Regions from separate parts of the Canis lupus genome. Here region 1 is linked to region 2. Evidence: chromatin contacts called from public Hi-C data. All regions are on one chromosome and are shown on one strand. Each heading gives the region's core, a stretch centred on a gene start, on an enhancer-like site or on the middle of the called end of the contact. The rest is flanking DNA. Distances are from core to core; before and after follow the strand shown.

Region 1 (4,636 bases), core at 1,414-3,913, 980 kb before region 2:
TGGGTGAATGGTGCCATTTATTGAACTAGAGAACTTGGAGAAGCAGATGGCAGGTATAGTGGGAAACGTTTATAAGCGGAGATTGAGATGCTTGTGGAACATCCAAGAACAGACAGATTCAGAGAATTAGATAAATGGATCTAAAGCTCAAGAGAGAGCTTTGGGTTGGTGACAGATTTGGGAAACATCAGTATGTAATAGGTGGAACTTTAGGAAATCACCATTTTTTTTAATGGTCAAAAATGGTTGAACAGTGACAAAACTTTATATGATCCAACCTAACGAAATTAAAGTCTTGAGAGATGATATAACTAGGGACTGTGTGGTGAGTGAGAAGTCTTATGACAAAACCCCTTGGAACACTGATTTAAAGGACAAATAGGAGAAAAGGAAGATGAGGAGGAAAGGTAGAAGTGAAAGGGAAATCAAGGTTTCAGTGCCACCTCTTAACTTTGGTACCTAGAATTTCGCAAGTACTTAAAAGCGTGTTTTCAATTAATCCTCAAGGGTTCCACAGATATTATCATTAGCTGTACCAACACATTTCAGAGGGCACCATTCACCAAAATATAATGTTAATGATGTTCCTTGGAGTTGGGTAAGGCAATGGCTCTCACTGTCAGGGACCAATACCCTTTGTAATCTGGCTTGCGTGAGTCTAAGATGATCATAAGCGTCACCAGAAGATTTAAGGCTCGAGCATAATAGAAAGAGAAAGGAAAGAAAAAAGGAAGGCAGAAAAATTAAACATGATCAGAAAAATAAAGAAGAACCCATGGAAAAGGGGCAGAGCCACGGCTCTCAGATGACCTTTTGTGATTCCAAGGCCAATTCACTTTTCTCTGGACTGCAGGTAAGTATCCCTGCCTACTTGTCAGACTTACTGTGAAAAGTAAATTAAATCATGCAAGCAAGAGCACTAAAACTAACCTGATAACTTGATCTACACAAATGTGAAAAATGATTGGTTTTTTTTTTTTTGTATATTTTTTATTGGAGTTCGATTTGCCAACATACAGCATAACACCCAGTGCTCATCCCCTCAAGTGCCCCCCTCAGTGCCTGTCACCCAATCACCCCATCCCCCGCCCACTTTCCCTTCCACCACCCCTCGTTCATTTCCCAGAGTTAGGTGTCTCTCATGTTCTGTCATCTTCACTGGTATTTTCACTCATTTTCTTTCCTTTCCCCTTTATTCCCTTTCACTATTTGAAAAATGATTGTTAATAAAAGTTCCCTATTTACCAGTATAGCTTTGGACTGCTTTGCCTAAAGGTTTGGGAGAGAATGACCATATGAATTTAATTACTCCTCACATTTTTATACCGTTTCAGGGTTCAGCAGAACTTTACACCCGCTACTTTAGTCCCCCAGGGGCAGAGCGGGTACTGCTCTCCATAATTTATAGAGGCCCTACTATGAGGTTGGAATGAATGAAATTTTACCATTTATTTTAAAGCTAAAAATGGTCTAAGACTGGCGATTCCCCATGGTTCAGTCAACCTAACAGACTTCTAACGAGGTTGTTTTTTATTTTTATTTTATTTTATTTATTTTATTTATTTTTTTTTGGTTGTTGATATTTTATAAGCAACATAAACTGGCTCAGTTTAGAACTTGTGATTCCTGACCAGTCCAGGCCTCTTTCCAATCCTAAACGGTGGCTGGGCAAGCACATTTTGAAGATAGTATGCATCGATTTCTTACTTGGAAAGCAAGCAAAGGGCTGGATCTCTCAAGCTGGAGGATGCTGCTTGGAACCACACTGGCCTGTTCGGCAGGAAATCTGCATTAAATAAACCGTGGGCCCTCACTAGGTTCTCACGATACCCTTCACGCGAGGGTAAGGAGGTGGGGAAGAAGGGAAAACATTTACCGATAGGTCACAATGACCCTGGGAGGCACACACCAGGCCTGTCAGCTTCCCCAGGAGCTAGCTGTCTGAAGCCCCGGCAAGTTACCTGTCTGGCCCAAGGTCACGGGGCTAAGGGACGGGCAAGGCCGGCCCACGCTGGAGACCCCAGAGCTGTGCGGCCCTGCCTCCCTGGAAGTTCTTCACAACTAACCCCAGGTCGGGGAGGAAACCTGTCGTCGGGAGGCAAAGAAACGGCACGGCCAAGGTCACCGGGCTTACAAGCGCTGGGAACAGGGATCCCGCGGCTCAGGTGCGGTGCAGAGGCTCCGCCCTAGGTCGGGTCGCCGTCCACGGGGGGGGGGGGGGGGGGGCGGGGTGGATTCCGGCGTGGACACCACGGAAGTAGCAATCTAATCGCTGGTCAGAGTGCAGTGTGCTAGGCGGGGTCGGCGCGCTCCGAATACCGCGGCCAGAGGTGGGAATGGCCGTCCGACACGAGCCCCGGGTCCCCGCCCGCCCGGCTCAGCGGCAGCTTACAGGCCAGGCCGTGTGGGCGCGGCGCCGGTCCGGCCGCCGGGACACCCTGGCCCGGCGGATGGGCTTCCGCTCCCCGGGTCCCTGCCGGACCCCAAGCCTCTCTGGGGTACTCTCTTCGCGCCCGCGCTCCTCCCCGTCCCTGCGAGACCCGGTCTCTACGCCTCACCCGGGCTGTGCCGCGGCTGGCACCACGTCCCCTTCGATATCCACATCCGCCTCTTCAGCCGCCATGATGGGACCTAACCCCATCCGTCCTCCCGAGAGATCCCGCGAGAGGTGGAGGCCTGGGGGCGGGGCCGCGTGCGTCATGGGGCGGGGCTTAAGCCTCGTCCAGCCCCCTCCAGGGCGGGGGGCGGGGCCTCCAGGGAAAAGAGCGCGGCCTTCTCTGAGGCTTGGTCCTCAGATACACACCCTGGGCTTGGAAGCGGCTGTGCTCCGGGGCAAATTCTTGGCTCCTCACTTCTCTCATTGGTAAAATGGGGATAATAGTAAATGGCTACCTGGATTGCTAAAAAGATGAAGCTGGACCTGCTTGGGGTCCAATGAAGATGAAGCTGGACCTGCTTGGGGTCCAATGAAGGACCCTTACCTGTTGGTTTTCTTTCTTTCTTTTTTGTTTTCTTTAAGGAAAAGGATGATTCAGCGATTATGTGAAGTACTAAACAACTTCCATTTTAAAATACAAAAAAAAAAAAAAACATTTAAGAATGTGACTTAGTTTATAGAGGTCTTTACAATTAATTAAAAATTCTTTCTCATGACCAGTGATGTTTACAATAACCCAGGGAGGACTGGTATCAACTGGTATCAACACTTTACAGATGAGGAAACTGAGGCTCAGAAAACTGCAATGACCATCAAAGAATGCATAGCTAGTCAAAGACGGAGCTGGGACCAGAATATGGGTCTTTTGATCCTGTACTGAGTGCTCACCCTCTACAAATCATGTGGCAGGAACTGCAAAAGGTAAACCATTTCTCTCAGAGAATTTATGACTTCTCAAGAAATTAGATACTGGCCTTGAGTATGCACCTACTAGCATTTATCGCTCGCATTATTGTAACTGTTCATTCACTTGTCTGGCTCCAGCACGAGACTGTGAATCCTTAAAGTACAAAAGCTATAGCTGCTATTCCTTGTACTAGTCCTCATACTGGCAACATTCAGTATGGTGTCTGACATGTCATAGGTGCTCAATAAATGTTGAACTGATGAATGAATGAATGAATGAAACAATTTAAGTGTGCTCAAGACAGCCTTCTGTCTCAGCCAGCCTTTCTACTGTTATACCTCCTCACATCACTTTTTGCTAACTTTGCACAGAGAACAGAGGACAAAATGATCAGATTTAACTGAGATATCTCTAGGTTTCATAGCATGTTTTCATAGTATGTTTCATAGTATGTTCGAAGGAGTTTTCAAGTGATCGTATAAACATATGACTCTTCCCTTCACAATGAACTTTTATGATTATTCTTGGCCCTTTAAATTTAGTTATTTATAATACCTAACACAAACATTTTCATTCACTATGATGCCCTGCTTTCTGTAAACTGAAACTGAATGAATGTCAGATTAATTTTAGAGCGGAAAGGAAGGGAAGATTAATTACAAATAGAGAGGGTGGGTCAGGGCTAATATGATCACTTGTCATATCCCCGATATTGTGTAAGGTGTTATCACTTTTGGACCTCCCAAGAATCATGCAAAGTAAGTATTATCACCCTACCCCAGCCTCCGTTTTAGAAGTGAGGAAACCAAAATTCAGAAAAATTACAGTTCTATAGCTGAGTACTAGAGGTGGGATCCCAACCCAAGTCTTTATCCTTCTATACTTAATCTATTGTATTTTAATTCACAACAGAAAGAATAAGGTCTTTTGCAATACTACGTAAACTGGTATTTTCTCATCTGGCTTAAGAGTAAATCATAATCATAATTTTCAGACTTCTTTGAGGTGCTTAAATCTAGAAATGAGTGGAAACTGTATTTTGAAGGTTGGAAACTTACCTTGAGTTTACAAATTCCTTTTCTGTCCCACATTATTTTCTGTCCCTCTATTTCCCTCATTGATGCTGAAACAGAATTTGCGAGAGGTGCCGTACCTGTAAGTCTTCACAAATGTTTTTAGAGGAACATTTAGTCAAAGTATCTGACTCACATTTTAACTGCGTAGTGTTTGAATCCATTGAAGAGACAGTTTATTCATTTCATTTCTCCCTATTTCTGGAGAAAAGGGATCAC
Region 2 (4,704 bases), core at 1,353-3,852:
CAAGCAGTGTTTAAAAATAAGCTTTATTCAGTGCTCCAAATATAGATGCCAACTTTTAGAAATGAATGTCAACAGTTGGAAAATAAAAGACTATATTGTATTAGGCATTTTTTAAATATATATATTTCTGATTATAAAGTATACAAACTAATTGCAGGTTGAAAAATATAGATTACAGAAAATAATCCCTTAACCCATAGATAAACATGAGTTTGATGAATATTCCTTTTTTTGTCTTCTTACTGTGCGCATGTTAAATAAATTAATATTTATAATGTTGAGATCATATGGCTTTTACTTTTATATCTGAATTTTTAATTTAATGAAATTTTAATATAATTTAATTTAGTATCATGAAGAATTTGTATTAAATATTCTCCAAAGCATTTTTTTATTAGTTGCCAAATATTTTATCTTATAAATTGGCTATAATGTAGTTAACCTTTTCTGCTTATTGTAATGTGTATTGATCATTATATACAGGATTGCAATACATAACATTGTTTCTAACCTCTGGCTACATTTCTCATTATTTCAGGAGAATTCGTGACCAGAAGTGGAATTATAGAATCATGGGTTTAAATAGTACGGATATTTTAAAGTTTCTTGATACATATGGATAGAAAATCAGAAAAATTATTCTAAAATGTTTCATTCAGCTTTGTGCTGAATAAAAGTGCACTTCACTCTTCTCAATATTATTTTTTGTTGTTTTTTTCAATGATCCATGTTTTGCATTTTTCTGTTTCATATTTGCTTGAATTATTTGTTTTTTCTTATTTGAATTCATCAATCATGTCCTTCACATATTTTTCCATTAGACCTAGTATCATGAAGACTGAGCATCCATCCCCGAGAATCTGTTCTCTGCTTCTAAAGAGCTCAGAAGGATAACTCAGTTGCCCCTAGTAATTCAATCACTTGTGACTCTTAGTGATAAGCATATGATCATAGTAACTCATATTTACAAAGGAGTATTCAGTACATTCAACTCTTCCACATCCATCATCAGTTTTGTCCCTGTGAGGGAGACCGGGCAGGTTGGTGTCATTAGCATCACGGTAGAAATGGGGACGTTGGGATCACACAGGAGAAAGCCGTCAATAGCCAATGGGGAGTCAAGTCAAGACTCAGACCAGGTCTTCCATTCCTAGATCTTTTCCTTTTCCTTAAGTCACTTTACTGATGTTGCTAGTGTCCAGAAATAGAAAATGACTCCACATAGGGTAAGAAAGTTCTGAGATAATCTTAAGAGACTTGATAGCAAATGCAAGGACTATAAATTTAGAATGAGACTGATTTACATTTGAGGGCTTTTAATTGCAGTCATCCATCAGTTTTAAACTTTCAATGTCTAAATATAAAGACGTGGCAATATAAATGAGCCAGCTGCACTTTTACACAGCACATGAACTGATGAGTTTATGAATGAGTGAAGTGATGGAAATCAACAGCGCGAATAAGAATATCCCAACCCATTTCAACAGCCTAAGCCAGACATCAGTACCTTGGAGAGCTTCCAACTTAAGCCATACCCTCCCTCACATTCCTGTCTCAGAAAAGACAGGTTTGCAACCGCCAAAGGAAAGTCGGGAAGCATTTTATTTACACTCTTATCTTCCATGATTCTTGAAAACTAAAAGATGATTTCATTTTCCATTTTCCTACCTGAAAAAGAAAAAAAAAAAAAAAAGGTCTTCCCTTTTGCCCTATTTAAAATAAAATTGCCCGTGGCTTGTGATCTTGTGACAGCCTATTTAATTTAAGCAGCTTCACGGTATTTCCCCCCCCCCCCCCCCCTTAAAGAACAAACATTTCTTTGCCACGTCTGCAAATTAAAATGTTCTTTGCCGGTGAGCTCCCAGGAGAAAACCAGCTATCCACTCCCTATCGCGAGTGGTGTTTATTCTGGGGGTAAGAGCTATTCCGGAGGGCAGGAGGGCATCAGCGTGTGGGTGTCCACAGGTAGGAGCGGCCCCACGGCGAGAAAGGAGGCGGGAGGAGGCCGGCGCCAGCGGCCCCGCGGCCTCTTCTGCGCCTGGGGCTGCGCGAGCTCCAGCAGCTCCCTCGCCCCGCCGCGCACGCGCGCTGCCGGCCGCCGGCCTCCCCGCACCTGCCAGGTCACAAACCCCTCCCCACGCTCCCGCGCTCCCTCCCGGAGGCTGTCTTGTCTCCCGCTGATTGGTCGGAGCCCGGAGGCTGCGTCCAATCAGCAACCCCTTCTGCGCAACCCATCCCCGCTCTTCCCGCCCCCTCCCGCCCGCACGCCCCTCTCGGGCACCTACTTTCTTTGTGACTGGTGCGCGCTGCGGTCACTCAGCGCGGCGGGGAGAGGTGCGCGGGAGAGGGCCGGAGGCGGGGCCGGGGGCGGGGCCGGGGCCGGAGGGGCGGGGCCGGGGCCGGGGGGCGGGGCCCAGGTGCGGAGCCGCGCGGGGGCGCCTGGCCGGGGAGGGGGCCCTCCGCGGGGCGGGGCGGGGCCCGGGGCGGGGCCCGGGGCGGGGCCCGGGGCGGGGCGGGGCCCGGGGCGGTGGCGAGGAGGGGGTTACGCCGGCGACGTCGGCAGCGCGAGGCTTCGCGCGTGAGCCGCGCGGGCGCTGGGCCTGGCTCCGGAGCTTTCCCGGCCGGCGGCGGGCAGGTGGTCGACGCCGGCTCCCGGAGGAGCGCGGGGCGGAGGGAGGTGTCGGTGTCCGCGGCGTGGTCGACGGCGGCCCCGGCCATGGAAGAGACGCAGCCGCTTCCGCAGACCGAGCTGCCGCTGTGCGACAGCCTCATCATCTGGGTGAGTACGAGGGGGCGAAGGGCGCCGAGCGGCCGAGGCCAGCTGCCCCGGGTCGCGGGGGCCCGCAGGTGAGCCTGAGGAGTCGGCCGGGCCACCTGCGCCGCACACTGGGCGCGTTGCCCTTCGCGGCTGCTGTCGCCCTTGACCGCGAGAGTGCCACCTGCGGGGCGCGAGGCAGGTGTGTGTGTGTCTGCAGACGTGGGAGGGGTAAAGGGAGCTCTGCAGGTATAGGGGTGGAGGAGGCTTGCCTCTCCCCGCGGATCCTGCTTCTGACAGCTGTGACTGGAGCCAGGTGTCCATCCCCTTTTGGCTGCCCTATTTTCTCCCTCTGGACCACCGACTCTCTCGCCTTCTGTCTGCTGATCAGCCTCACTGTATGGATCTTTGTGCCCCTGGGGAGCGAAGCCTCCCTCCCTCCCACCTCCCACCCCCCCACCCCCCACCCCCCGCCGCTGAAACTCCCCTCCCAGCCAAACCACTTTGCTCTGCTTGGACACAGGTGGCCAAGAGGTGGTTTTGATGCCTGGATCGTGAGAGCTCCTCCAGGATCCCAGGACATTCGATTTTGTAGAAGTCATTTAGAAGGGTTATTTCTACATAGTTCCTGTTTGGAGAAAAATAAATGTTGGGGGTAGGGGCTCGTATTACCTTTTTTTTTTTTTTTTTTTGCCGGCCCCCATTTTCTCCTTCCGGTGGACAGCATTCTCTGTAAAGAAAAAGACTTGGCATTTTCACTTGCACTTTGTGCGTGCTTAGTATTTTTTTTTTTCCCCTAAAGTAGGCTCCATGCTCCTTGAACTCAGGAGCCTGGGGTGAAGACCCTGAGGCTTAACCTACTCAGGCACCCAAATGCCCCTGTACGTGTTTAATATTATAATTAATTTGTGTTAGGTGGACGAGTAGAATCTGCCCCCAGTATTCCTATCAGTAAAATGATATCTCACCTTTTGGAGGTGCTCAGCCATCAGAGTGCTGGCATTCAGGTGTGGTTTCTAACCTACATTTGGTAAGGTTGTTGCTTGATGGTCTGTCCACAAGGTGCTGTTGATGGTGCCCATCCCCAAACTAGTTGTTTGGTGTGTGTAGAGGAGTGTGTGCATAATGGAATGTATACAGACTGGATCAGGAGGCGGTAATTAGTTGATGAGATTCTGTAGCAGTCTCTTAATTGGAGTAATGCAAAAGAATGGGAGAAATCAGAGCAGGTTTCTGGCCACGTATGAAGTCTGTTGGAAATAACCATGATTTAAAGCAGCTTTTACAGTGTAGAGGTAAATAGCTTTTGTTATAAGCATAATGCAAGTATGTAGGGTTTCTGAGTTAAAAGCAATTAGCTAACTATTCATCTGTATGTTCATTCAAAATAAGTATTAGGGTTTAGATGCTATATCCTAAGACTGTCATGAAATAAGGTAGCATTGTTTTTAATGAGGTGTTTTGTTTAAATAAGTGACTAATTAAAGAGCGTATCCTAATCTGTAACTTTATTGCTCCAAACAACTGACTTAAGTAGTAAACTTAGTCTTTATGATGTCATTGACTTATATGAGGTGGAGGAAGAGTTTAGGATTTTTCTTGAATTGTATTGCAGTATTTTAAAATATTATGTGACTGTATTCATTCTTTGAACCAGTAATTATTGAGTTCCTACTTTGTTCAAGGACTGAGGAGGACAGATAATGAGAATAATCAAAGAACTTTCCATTTTTTTGCTGGGGAGCTAGGCAGAGCTGTGCATTTTCACAATGAGAGGCAAAATTCCTTAAAAACTGCAAAAATGGTACAAATGACAACAGTGTAATAAGTTATTTGCTTCTCGAGTTCTAAGGCTGTTGAAACACTGTGGAGAAAGTGGAGTTATTGTGCAGATTATTGCCTTTTGGATGCTGCTACAGCCAAATCTATCTGTTCCCATAACAATGCCT

What was found. Hi-C and Micro-C count contacts between places; a contact is called where the count stands out from the background.
Region 1: a Hi-C map of blood shows a contact between it and region 2, with 5 times the contacts expected there. The contact joins the promoter of MYSM1 here to the promoter of HOOK1 in region 2. A contact is called at or near these places in 2 of 9 Hi-C or Micro-C datasets (both in blood).

What each region holds. Positions count from the first base shown.
Region 1 is chr5:51,393,391-51,398,026 of UU_Cfam_GSD_1.0, reverse strand. MYSM1 (histone H2A deubiquitinase MYSM1) reads right to left here and starts at 2,663. Exons shown (of 21, transcript XM_038537395.1): 1 at 2,559-2,663. The coding sequence starts at 2,641. LOC102155678 (a long non-coding RNA gene) reads left to right here and starts at 1,904. Exons shown (of 5, transcript XR_005359705.1): 1 at 1,904-2,165; 2 at 3,158-3,358.
Region 2 is chr5:50,417,804-50,422,507 of UU_Cfam_GSD_1.0, reverse strand. It overlaps HOOK1 (protein Hook homolog 1), which reads left to right and starts at 2,602. Exons shown (of 23, transcript XM_038537367.1): 1 at 2,602-2,779. The coding sequence starts at 2,717.